Linked DNA regions of Triticum aestivum: region 1 is linked to region 2. The links are chromatin contacts, called in public Hi-C maps. All regions are on one chromosome and are shown on one strand. The core of a region is the stretch at or near the end of the contact, and the rest is flanking DNA. Distances in the headings are between cores, read along the strand shown. Region 1 holds the start of LOC123121297 (vacuolar protein sorting-associated protein 2 homolog 3). Region 2 holds the start of LOC123121281 (probable serine/threonine protein phosphatase 2A regulatory subunit B''delta).

The links. Hi-C and Micro-C count contacts between places; a contact is called where the count stands out from the background.
Region 1: a contact with region 2 is called in a Hi-C map of leaf, with 2.7 times the contacts expected there. The contact joins the promoter of LOC123121297 here to the promoter of LOC123121281 in region 2. A contact is called at or near these places in 2 of 5 Hi-C or Micro-C datasets (both in leaf).

The regions. Positions count from the first base shown.
Region 1 is chr1B:311,486,857-311,492,328 of IWGSC CS RefSeq v2.1, forward strand. LOC123121297 (vacuolar protein sorting-associated protein 2 homolog 3) reads left to right here and starts at 1,739. Exons shown (of 11, transcript XM_044541207.1): 1 at 1,739-1,927; 2 at 2,154-2,198; 3 at 2,837-2,871; 4 at 3,123-3,173; 5 at 3,260-3,364; 6 at 3,448-3,519; 7 at 3,723-3,794; 8 at 3,963-4,043; 9 at 4,148-4,183; 10 at 4,273-4,328; 11 at 4,950-5,259. The coding sequence starts at 1,894. The coding sequence ends at 5,001.
Region 2 is chr1B:310,856,840-310,862,313 of IWGSC CS RefSeq v2.1, forward strand. LOC123121281 (probable serine/threonine protein phosphatase 2A regulatory subunit B''delta) reads right to left here and starts at 1,279. Exons shown (of 14, transcript XM_044541196.1): 1 at 1,225-1,279; 2 at 829-1,165. The coding sequence starts at 981.

The sequences.
Region 1 (5,472 bases), core at 489-2,988, 630 kb after region 2:
GATTCTATGATTTAAAATAATAACAAATATTGTTAGAACTAAATTTCAAAAAATTATTTTAGTTATACAAACATTTCAATCATTTGCACGTTTGTATACTTAAATGTTTGTTTAATTAAAGTTATTTAGAATTTAAAATTGAAACTGTTGATATTAATATTAATTTTTAATAATTTAAATATAAGCCGCGAGTGTGTGATAATTTTTATTGACGATATTAACTAAATATTTTTTGTATAATGCACGGATGTATATTTAGTTTTTTAGTTAATAATCATTGTTTGTATGTCTAATATTTATAACATACAAATATTTGAACGTAAATTTTATTACTTACATTTTAGAAAAATAAATTAAAAACAACCGGTGAGAATTGCCGCAGTATGGGCCGCCCATATAAGTTCCACATGCGTACTGCTTAAGTACAGATAACGTCCTTATCCAAAGCGAACATGGTAGCGAGGTGGGTTCATTGGCTAGCCGGCTTGCACGCTATTTGCTGATCGTTGGTTCGATTGTGTGCAGCCCAACTTTTAGTTTAATTTTCACACTCTCCTGCCTGTGATTTTCACTCTCTCCCGACTGATCTTAGAGATTAAAAAAAATCCCACGTCAATAGTTTTATTTTTCTAAAAAATATATTTTGAGGGTGTTTCTGAAAAGAAAAAAAAAGTCACCCACCCCTTCTCCCGATCCAGCGGCAGCGGGCTCCACGCGCCTAGTCAGCATTGATTCTGTATACAAGCGAGATAAGCACTGTATTTGCACGTCGAAGCCAAGTTTTTACACCATTTTAATGTATGCCACAACTTGTAGCACTAAAGTGATCGTTTGCGCCAAGTTCTAGCACCACCGTTGTAATTGACTCAAGAAAAATGCAGACCAGCAGGTCATGCTCCTGCCTGTGATTTTCACTCTCTCCCGACTGATCTTAGAGATTAAAAAAAATCCCACGTCAATAGTTTTATTTTTCTAAAAAATATATTTTGAGGGTGTTTCTGAAAAGAAAAAAAAAGTCACCCACCCCTTCTCCCGATCCAGCGGCAGCGGGCTCCACGCGCCTAGTCAGCATTGATTCTGTATACAAGCGAGATAAGCACTGTATTTGCACGTCGAAGCCAAGTTTTTACACCATTTTAATGTATGCCACAACTTGTAGCACTAAAGTGATCGTTTGCGCCAAGTTCTAGCACCACCGCTGTAATTGACTCAAGAAAAATGCAGACCAGCAGGTCATGCTTCACCGGTGGGAGAGCTTTAGATAGGCTCTCATGTATCTTTACATGTACTCCTTCTACTCCTCTGTTTCTAGCTTAGCACGGCTTTGGTAATGGCGCACTTTCCATGCAGTGCTAAGGTCATGTACAATGGTTGATAAGATAGTTTTATCTTAAGTTTTGCATGTAGAGATGACAAGATGACATGTCTACAATGGGTCATTTTTTAGCCTTATCTTTAATAATTAACTATTCCTAAAAACGTGATGAGATATATTGTGTTAAGAGATCATCTCTTGTCTTCTCTTAAATAGAAGAAGACAAGCCTTTTCTTAAGATTTCTCTCTCATCCATCTCATCATTTATCCTACGTGGCATTGCTAAGATAGGATCATTATGCATGTCCTAACATTGCCTTCATGTAGTTGACCTCGGTCACTCAGGTTTTATACCTGTTTTGAAATGCACAAGGCAGAAACTGCTCTGCCTTTCTTTTAAATAAAAAAGGAAAAAAAAAAAGGACCAGTCGGTCAGTCGAGGTAGCCCTTCCGCGCAACTACCAGGAAGAACCCGAACAAACAATCCATCCCCCCACGTACGCGTTAGCCGGCCTTCTTCTCCCACGCCCCACCGCCCCTCCTCGATTCCTCCCGGCGGCGAGCGCACCGAGGAAGCGATGAATCCCTTCGCGAAGAAGCCAACGCCGCGAGGTACGACTCACCCCCTCCCCTTCCTCACCGTTCAAAATTTCACCGAATTTGCCCTCGGTTCACGCGATCCTTTCCCAATTTGCGCTTCGCGCGCCGGCGTTGCGTAGCTCGAGTTCTGATCGATCAGATTGCTTTCGGGGATGATCCTAGGGTTTCGTACGCCTGTGTCTAGCTCAATCGTTCTGCCCTGAGCTCTGAATCCCTGATTGCGGTTTCTGCTGTGCAGAGGCGATCAGGAACAGCAAGCGGGAGCTGACGAACGCGACAAGAGGTGAGTAGTTTGTACTCCGGCACACTTGGCGCTCAAGTGGATTGCCATTTTTAAATGCTAGTTAGTTATTAGGTCAGAGTATACCAAGTTACATGTGCTAGCTGTAGTTTGAACCTAATTAATGCAAGTTGAATCGAAGGCTGCTTCATTATATTCGATTGTTTCTGATCAACGGTTCGAGGCAATTGTAGTTTCCATCTAGGTTATCTTCTGATTTAAGGTTCAATCCCTGTTATTTTGTGTAAATTGAATGGTACTAATTTTATGGCCACAGCTACCCAAATGCTCGAAATTTGATTGAAATTGAATATTATGTACTCACAGCCCTGGGCTGATGTATAGCACGGTTTGACATACCATCTGTGATTCCTTACATTCTACAGTATCATAATACACATACGCTCCAAGCTTTTGCATGTTTGCTAAAAAAGTTGTTGAAACTCAAGGAGTTGAGGTTTGACTGGATTATGAAACATGGAGGGAAATACTATTCTGCATCCTGTCCTAGAAACCACATGTTGAGAATTTCGGTTAATGTCAACTATGGCATTTTATAGAAAAGCATGCTAGCCATTCTCCCAATAGTTCAACTATGCAGGCTTCGAGATGATCTAATTCCTGAGATGTGTCATCTGTAGGTATTGAGAGGGACATCGGGACATTACAACAAGAGGTCTGTATGTTTAATCACATACCCTGTCTTTTGTGGTTAATGAGAAAAAAAAATGCTCAAGATACCTGCCAATGGAATGACTTTATACGTTCAGTCATTTGACAAGTTGTTAAAGCCTGCTCCACGTAGTTCTTCACATATTTCACACTCCATATGACGCACACATATTTTCTTGCTGTGTTTCTCTATTTTATTTCTACCAGTTGAACAAGCAGTAACCACAGCTTCACCTTGTTTTTTGTTCCAATTAGGAAAAGAGACTAGTTGCTGAAATCAAAAGGACTGCAAAAACTGGCAATGAGGTTTTATTTCTTATATTTCAGTTTGACGCACTAATTTTGTTCTAAATCATGCAGTATGGTTCTCCTGATTCCCTTCTATTTGGCAGGCCGCAACTAAAATTCTGGCCCGTCAACTGATCAGGTTAAGACAGAAAATATCTACTTTACAAGGTAGCCGAGCTCAGATTCGTGGCATCGCGACACACACACAGGTGAATATTTTCCTTGTTTTTTCTTTCTTCCACACATGGTGGTGAGTTAATTTTCTTATTTTGTTGCCGTACTCTGTCCTTAGGCGATGCAGGCCAACACTTCAGTGTCTGCTGGCATGCAAAGTGCGAGTAAAGCGATGGGAGCTATGAACAAGGTAATAGCCTACCTAACTTATTGGCATGATACATTCCAGGTGTTTAAAATTTAAAAACCAAGTGTATACTAACACAGTATCTTTGAACTTAAATATCTTGCAGTAGTAACTTTCTGTATGTCTTTGTTCTGGGCTGTAGAGCACAATTTTGTAAGAATTGGAACACATGTTCTACTATAAATTTTGTTTTACTTTTGTTGCAGCAAATGGATCCCGCCAAGCAAATGAAAGTAATGCAAGAATTCCAAAAGCAGTCAGCACAAATGGATATGACGGTATGCAACTTATGGCCGTCCTACTTTCATAGAATGATTGCTTTCAATTTGACAAGATTTTACATTGTTTTCCTGGGAAGCTCACAAGCATGTGATGGGTTCCTGTGTATTAGATTATGACAAAGTGTATGCACCTGTATGCACTGACTATCCTTGTTATTTGTGCAGAACGAGATGATGTCAGACTCAATCGACAATGTCTTAGACGATGACCAGGCTGAGGACGAAACTGAAGAGCTTGCTAACCAGGTTATTTCCAGTGTCCAACCTCAATCCAAATTGGTAGCATCTCTTTGAAAGACTCTACCTAGCATGTTTCTTCGATTATTCATTCTTTTCAATGTCTCTTTTAGGTGCTCGACGAGATTGGTGTTGACGTTGCCTCACAGGTATTTGAAGCTACCAGTGCAACCCCTTTTTCATTACTATGATTCTAACTCTTGTTCTAAATTTCTCTCTTCCTGATATTGTTTTGCAGTTGTCCTCGGCTCCCAAAGGAAGAATTGCTGGAAAGAAGGTTCAGGCTGATGAGAGGTATGCAGGATCCTGGATCTGTAATCGTTTATTTTCTTCATTTTTATACCCCCCTTGGACCCTTCATACCTTGTTAAGGAATCCAGGCTACTACTCCCTCCGTCCCAAAAAGCTTGTCTTAGATGTATCTAGACACGTTAGATACATCCGTATCTAGACAGATCTAAGACAAGCTTTTTGGTACGGAGGTAATATATTTTTTGAACTTCAAACTGCGATGGATCAAGACTACCTTAGCTCCCCACTGATGTCCTTATGCAACACATCGGAATAGTTATTAAATCCTATTTAAAAAGAGTAAACTCTTAAAGTCGTAATCATATGTTTTTGTGTACCGAATAAAAAAGAAGGATAAAGTAGTTTCGAAGTAGAACACTTGCTTTGATTTTGTATTCATGATATTTTGTCTGCATTTCTTTAAAAGAATTAAACATGATCTGGTGTAGGATCTTATTACTTCGACCATTGCTGACACACACTTATCTCCAACAGCTATTTATGTACTCTTGATCTTTTTTTCACTCAATATTGGGCTTACGACTGCTCCCCTTGCTTCCATGAATTTACACCTATACCTGATATAAGTTGCCATGTTAATGACACTGGTTACCATGCTTACAGTTCGGAATTGGAAGAGCTCGAGCAGAGGCTGGCTGCTCTGAAAAATCCATAAAGTGACTCCCCTTTGCAACCCTCTCTCCACGCAGAGTGCCTGGGCTTCAAATTCTTGTTGGGGACCTGAAAGACATTTTTTGCATTTGTGAATATTGGATGGGGGGTGGTTTACTAGAAAGTGAGGGGCAGATGACGCCGCCAGAGTTTGATCTTAAGGGAGTCCTGTAAAAAGCTTGATTGCTTGGCTATTACTGTAGCCATGCAGGCTGGAACTGATGAGTTTATGCTTCAATGGAGTGATTTGTTTGGGTAGTTACAGTGCTTAGTGTAAAAAGTCGAGATATTTAGTATCTTTTTGCTCGTAAGGTTTAATGTGCTTCTTTTACAAGCTAGTTTCATTTTCTTCTTTGAGATGGTTACACATTAAAATTCGTTTCTGGACCCAAAGTAAGGCACACGGGCACAACCCAGTCCAGGACCAAAATTACACATTAATGGTGGCGTTATGCCAGTTTATGGACCGTCCAGT
Region 2 (5,474 bases), core at 29-2,528:
CAAAGTGGTCGGACCCTTCCCTGGACCCTGCGCAAGCGGGAGCTACATGCACCAGGTTGCCCTTTTTTTTAATTGCTTGGCAAAAGGAATACCATCATCCAAACAAAACAATCTAAAGTAACCCAAAGAGACAAAAGCAGACAATTCAAGCCAGATCTCTAGCACAGTGTACCACTGCGAAAATGTCCTCAGAAGAGTGAACTATCATTTTAAGTAAGCATGGGTTCAAAGTATAACACAAATTGCTGTAGCATAAAACAGATCTTTGATAGCACTAGATCTCGGTACAGCGTCGGAGTCCACATCTCCTGAAATCCATCATTCCTCTAATCACATGCAACGTTGACTATCATACCAACATTTCTTTATCTTCAATATAATGATAAAGCTGATGCATACGGTGAGGGCTCATCTCAAAAACCACAAGTAAGCACATCAGTTCAAAAAACCAAATTAGTACAGATGGTACATATTCATTCACGGCAACTGAGGAGCAGAAAGTAAGCACCCGAAGAAACAGGCCAAGTACACATTTCCGCAAAAATTACTACAATCACAAACTCCCGCAGGACCTTAGCCTTTGATGTACCACACCCCGTCGCTTTGTATCCTCGGCTTAAGCTAGCAATCCTGATACGAACATAACAATCTAAACTCATAGAGGCACTACAGCACAAGGCGCCACCAAGGCAGAGCATTCTAACAACATTTTTCCAAGAGTTCCAACAGGAGATCACGCTAGCCACGCAAAATCAACGGACGAACCGCGCCAATATAGGAGCAAATCCAAAGGAGCACGCGAGGGCAAGAGGACGGGTGAGAGGTTACCAGCTTGGACGACTCAGGCAGCACGAGCCACTGCAAGTAGAGTGCCTCGGCTATGCTTGAGTTCTCCCGGAGCGCGCCCGGCGCGAGCTCTGGCAGCTGCAGCAGCTCCGGGTCAAGCGCCGACGCATCCCTCCTCGCCGCTTCCACCTCCATGCCGTCAAGACCCTGGTGCCCTTCTCATGCACCAAGCAAGGCCCCAAACCCTAGATCTGTCCCCCGCGAGCGCGTCCAGAGGCTGGAGGACGCGGTGGTGTGGCGTGAGGTGAGTGACGAATCGGAACTCGGCGGGGTCGGCGGCGGACGACTAAGGAGGATCGGGGGTCGCCGGCGTCGAGATCTGAGGCGAGAGCCGGGGACGGGTGGGGGCGAAACCCTAGGCCGGGAGAAGCGAGCGACAGCAGGTGGAGGAGATGGGGGGGGGGGGGGGGGGGGGAGCGGAAGATGGTGGTGCTAGGCTGCTAGCTAATGGTGGGCGTCGATATAACAGCGGAGGGCAAAATGAAATCGTCTTTCCGATGGCACTTTCGCTCCGTGTGGCTAAATGGAGCTGATGTGGCTCAGAATGCAGCCAAACCCGTGCGTGGAAGCGGTTTTGTGTTTTTCGGTTCTATTTTCTTTCCCGTAATGATAAGAATTGATGATCTGCTCGCAAATGAAAGCGATATGAATATTACTCCCTCCGTTCCAAAATAAATGACCCAACTTTATACTAAAATTAATACAAAGTTGAATCATCTATTTTAAAACGGAGGGAGTACATTGTTGTCTTTGTTATATATCAAGATCTATTTAAAATATGTAGATTCATTCGAATGATATTTGGTTGAAAGTATCTTCAAAATTATAACAGGAGATTAAGACGCTCCCGAGAGAAGTGAGACACAATCTAATTTAATCTGATCGACCATCACGTAGAGACACCACCAGGATAGGAGAGCGGGGAAAGTGTCGCCTTGCTCTACTTATTATGAGACCTCCTTCCATATCTTCCGTCGGACCGTACCGCACCTCCTCTCATTCTCCCGTGGGGCCTCAACGTGCCGCTTCGCTCGGCCACGCCGCCTCTCCACGCCAACGCGCGTAGCCTTCTCGTCGGCTTCCTCTGGCGGCCTATCTCGCGACGACGCCTATAAAGGTGTGTGCTGCCATATAACAACTATCATACCATATGTCCAATCAAAAAATCAGCATGTGGGAGAAGGATGGATGCCACGATTTAGATGGTCATCGACAACAGCCCACGTGGTCAGCCTGGCGGTGAGGAGGGTCGATGCCAGCATATTAAATTTGTGAGGGGATTTATTGAGACTATGGTTCACTTGACGAAAGGGATATCTGCCTTGTCATGCTCTCCACTAACTTGCTTCCTCTCATCGTGGTCTTCGCTGTGCAGGACATCACCCTGTTGTTGTCATCTGCACTTCTGACGAATCTCCGGCAGATCAATCTTTCAGGCATGTTGTAGGCTACAACAAGATTAGGGGGCGTTGTGCGTCCTGATGCGAGTCATCAGTAGTTGCGGGTCGTTCGCCCTGACAACAGGACAAAGGCGATGTTCAAGTGCTTGTCTGACTTTAGATTATGTTCTCCGTTTACTATTTGAGCCCATATGGGCCGCAATATTTTTAGTTTATATATATTTGTGATTGACAACCTGTTGCAACTCATGTGAATTCGTGTAGCTGACATGGTATCTTACATATTTCACTAATCAAAAGTCCACACGGGTTGCCAGTTGTAATGTATTATTTTAGTAGTATTGTTTGCGAATTTATTTATTAGAATTGGGAAGTAATGATAGCTTATTGTTGCTAGCTTTACCTTTCCTTTTTGTGAGAGGTATCTTTACCTTTTTTAGTTGTATAATTGGCTATTTTTATGAACTTCATAACTATGTTTCTACTTTGTAGTTAGATTAAAAAATATTGACCCACAAAAAAATACTAACAAATATTGATATTTTCGTACTTTTACCGGTTTTGCAGACTTTAGAAATTTGATGGATTGGCTTTTGAGACTTTGTTTCTGTATCATCTTCTCGATAGCCAAACCGAATTGCATCGGCGAACTAGCGGATCCACTAAATTCGTGCATTGGATGCTAACTAATAAGGCAACACCGATATGAGCATAAGGATCATTAAATGTGTCTCATGGTTTGTGCAAGGAGTGTCGAATTATCCTACTCGTGGAATTAAACCCATTAAGGCCGAATGAAAAGGGCGACTAGCCACCTATGCCACATGGTGCATGCTGGTTGGCTGCGGTGAGAAATTTTTTATGTTTTTGGAGATTTTTTTGAAACATGGAAGTGTGGCATTTTTCCTTTTCCCATTCGAGAAAAGTTTCTTAGCCTTTTTTCTTTTCGAGATGGATGTGATGTTCACATGATGTGAATTTTTTTTAGTTTTGAGATGAAGGTGAGAATTTTCGTTTTTTTTCTTTAAGAAGGAGAAATACGCGCTCAGCTTCCTCTCAAGCGGCCCCCAATGGCGGGCCCGAACCACTAGTATATTTCATGTTGCATTGTTGTTGGGCTGCGAGTGAGACATGGTCATGACCATTTGTTGAGATTTATGTGAATAGTTGAAACCAATCTAGTTAGAAGTCCGTGCAGAGGCTGACAAAGGGTTGGGGCATCATGTAAACACAACAACAGAATCTTGTGATTGGTCAAAATAAGTTACATGGATTGCTCATTAGATGATTGATTTGTATGTAAAGACTGGATCCTGGTATTCAGATTCTGTGGAGGTTTTTCTTTTTCTGTGTGCATCACGGGAAGCTGAAAATGGAGAAACACATGGGAAAACAATGCTAATTCCAGGTTCTTCAAGTGTCTACATTTCTATAATTTACCCTTTTTCATTCTTATGACCTGGTCGGTTAATCTAGACGTTTTCACTTGTTCACTTGACACAATACTTTTTTGGTAGGTGCTCTGCCTCTACATTAAATAACTTGATTGGATCCTCATTTTGTAATTATAGTGATGAGATCAATATGGATTCCCTTTAATTAAATAGTTGCTTTAATAGTCATATTGGAGCAATCAAATTTGGAGGGATCAGTAAAAATTAGATAACTGGTTCCCCCTTATTTTAGGAAGGAAGGGGATCTTTGTTATTCAATGTCAATAATGAATATCTCCTTTCGCAAAAAGAAAAAAAGTGAAAGATGTCATTATTAGTCCCCCGACACTATTATTTATCCATGAATCATTATATTCACGAGGCCCACAAGTAATTAAAAATCTGAACGAGGAAGCAATTAAAAAGGTTGAGTGTCGCAATGATGTCTTCAATGAGCTTATCGCTTCGTACTCACCTTCTCGGTAACGGCATCATCGGGGCTGCACGCAACAAGAGCGTCGGAGATGTTGTGGTAGGGGTAGGCATCTTGATGCACGCAACCAAATCTCACTGTCGCCATCGAGCACCACTAGTTCATTATACTTTACTGCAATTCCTTCAACAGTTTACTTTCGTGCTCTGTGTCTATAGTTTACCTGATCATTATCATCTGTTGTATTTCTCTTTCACATCATTCAATTCTGTTGCTGACCTCAGATATTATTGTGTTCATCCCGTTGCATTCTCATCACTTGTTTTCATTCGTCATTGTCATATTCATCGATTCATCTGTGTTAACGTATTATTGTTTTATTTCGCTGTGCATGTCATGTTTATCTCATGCTACTTCATGTGGTTGTCTGCACCATTACTATCATTGTGATCAAACATGTGTTACTGCAAGCTCGTGCCATGATTGCTTCCTATGTCGATAAACATGATTCTCATCATTGTGCTTGATTGAGCTGTTTTTTCCTTCATACCTTATTTCTGTTGATGTGTTTGGGATCAGTTCAAAACTTTCAAAAGAAATTTTAAATCTCCCATTCACCCTCCCCTCTGGTCGATATACTCTCGGTTCTAAGAATTGATATCAGAGCAGGTTCTCCCTGTCTTTGTTTATTAAAGGTCTAATGTCCTTGAAGTTTTGAGTACGTCGTATGCAGGTAGATCCTCGCACTCTGAAAGATTTCCTGTCTTCGATGGAAATGACTATCTCTACTGGAAGGAATGAATGAGAATCAGAATTCAAGCTATTAACTATGTTTTGTGGCAGATTGTGGAAGATGGCTACACAATTCAGCAACTGAATAATCCCAATTCCTATGACAAAGCTAATCTGCAGTTGAATGCTCAAGCGAAAGATAACATAGGTAGCAGTCTCTCGAAAGATATTTTCTTTCGGTTCTAAATGCTTGACACTGCAAAGCATTTTTGGGATGCCATAAAAAAATGCTGATGAAGAAGTCATTGCCAGATCAGACCCTCACACTCAAATGCTTTGTGCTATGTTTCCTGGTTTCAGAAGTCTCCGTAAGGAAAGTGTTATGGAACTCACTGGTCGATTGACAAACATTGTCGAAAGACTTCATCAGTGAGGAGTAACTGATATCACCGATAGAGATGTGGTCAACAAGCTTCTGAGTGCCCTTGGTGAAACTTTTGATCCCATCATAGCTAAAATCAAGCAAAGACCAGACTATCAAGAACTTCACTATGTTGGGGTCATGACACTGTTGTCGATTCATGAAGAAAAGATGGAACTGGAAAATGCAGATCAAGAATCTTCTTCGAA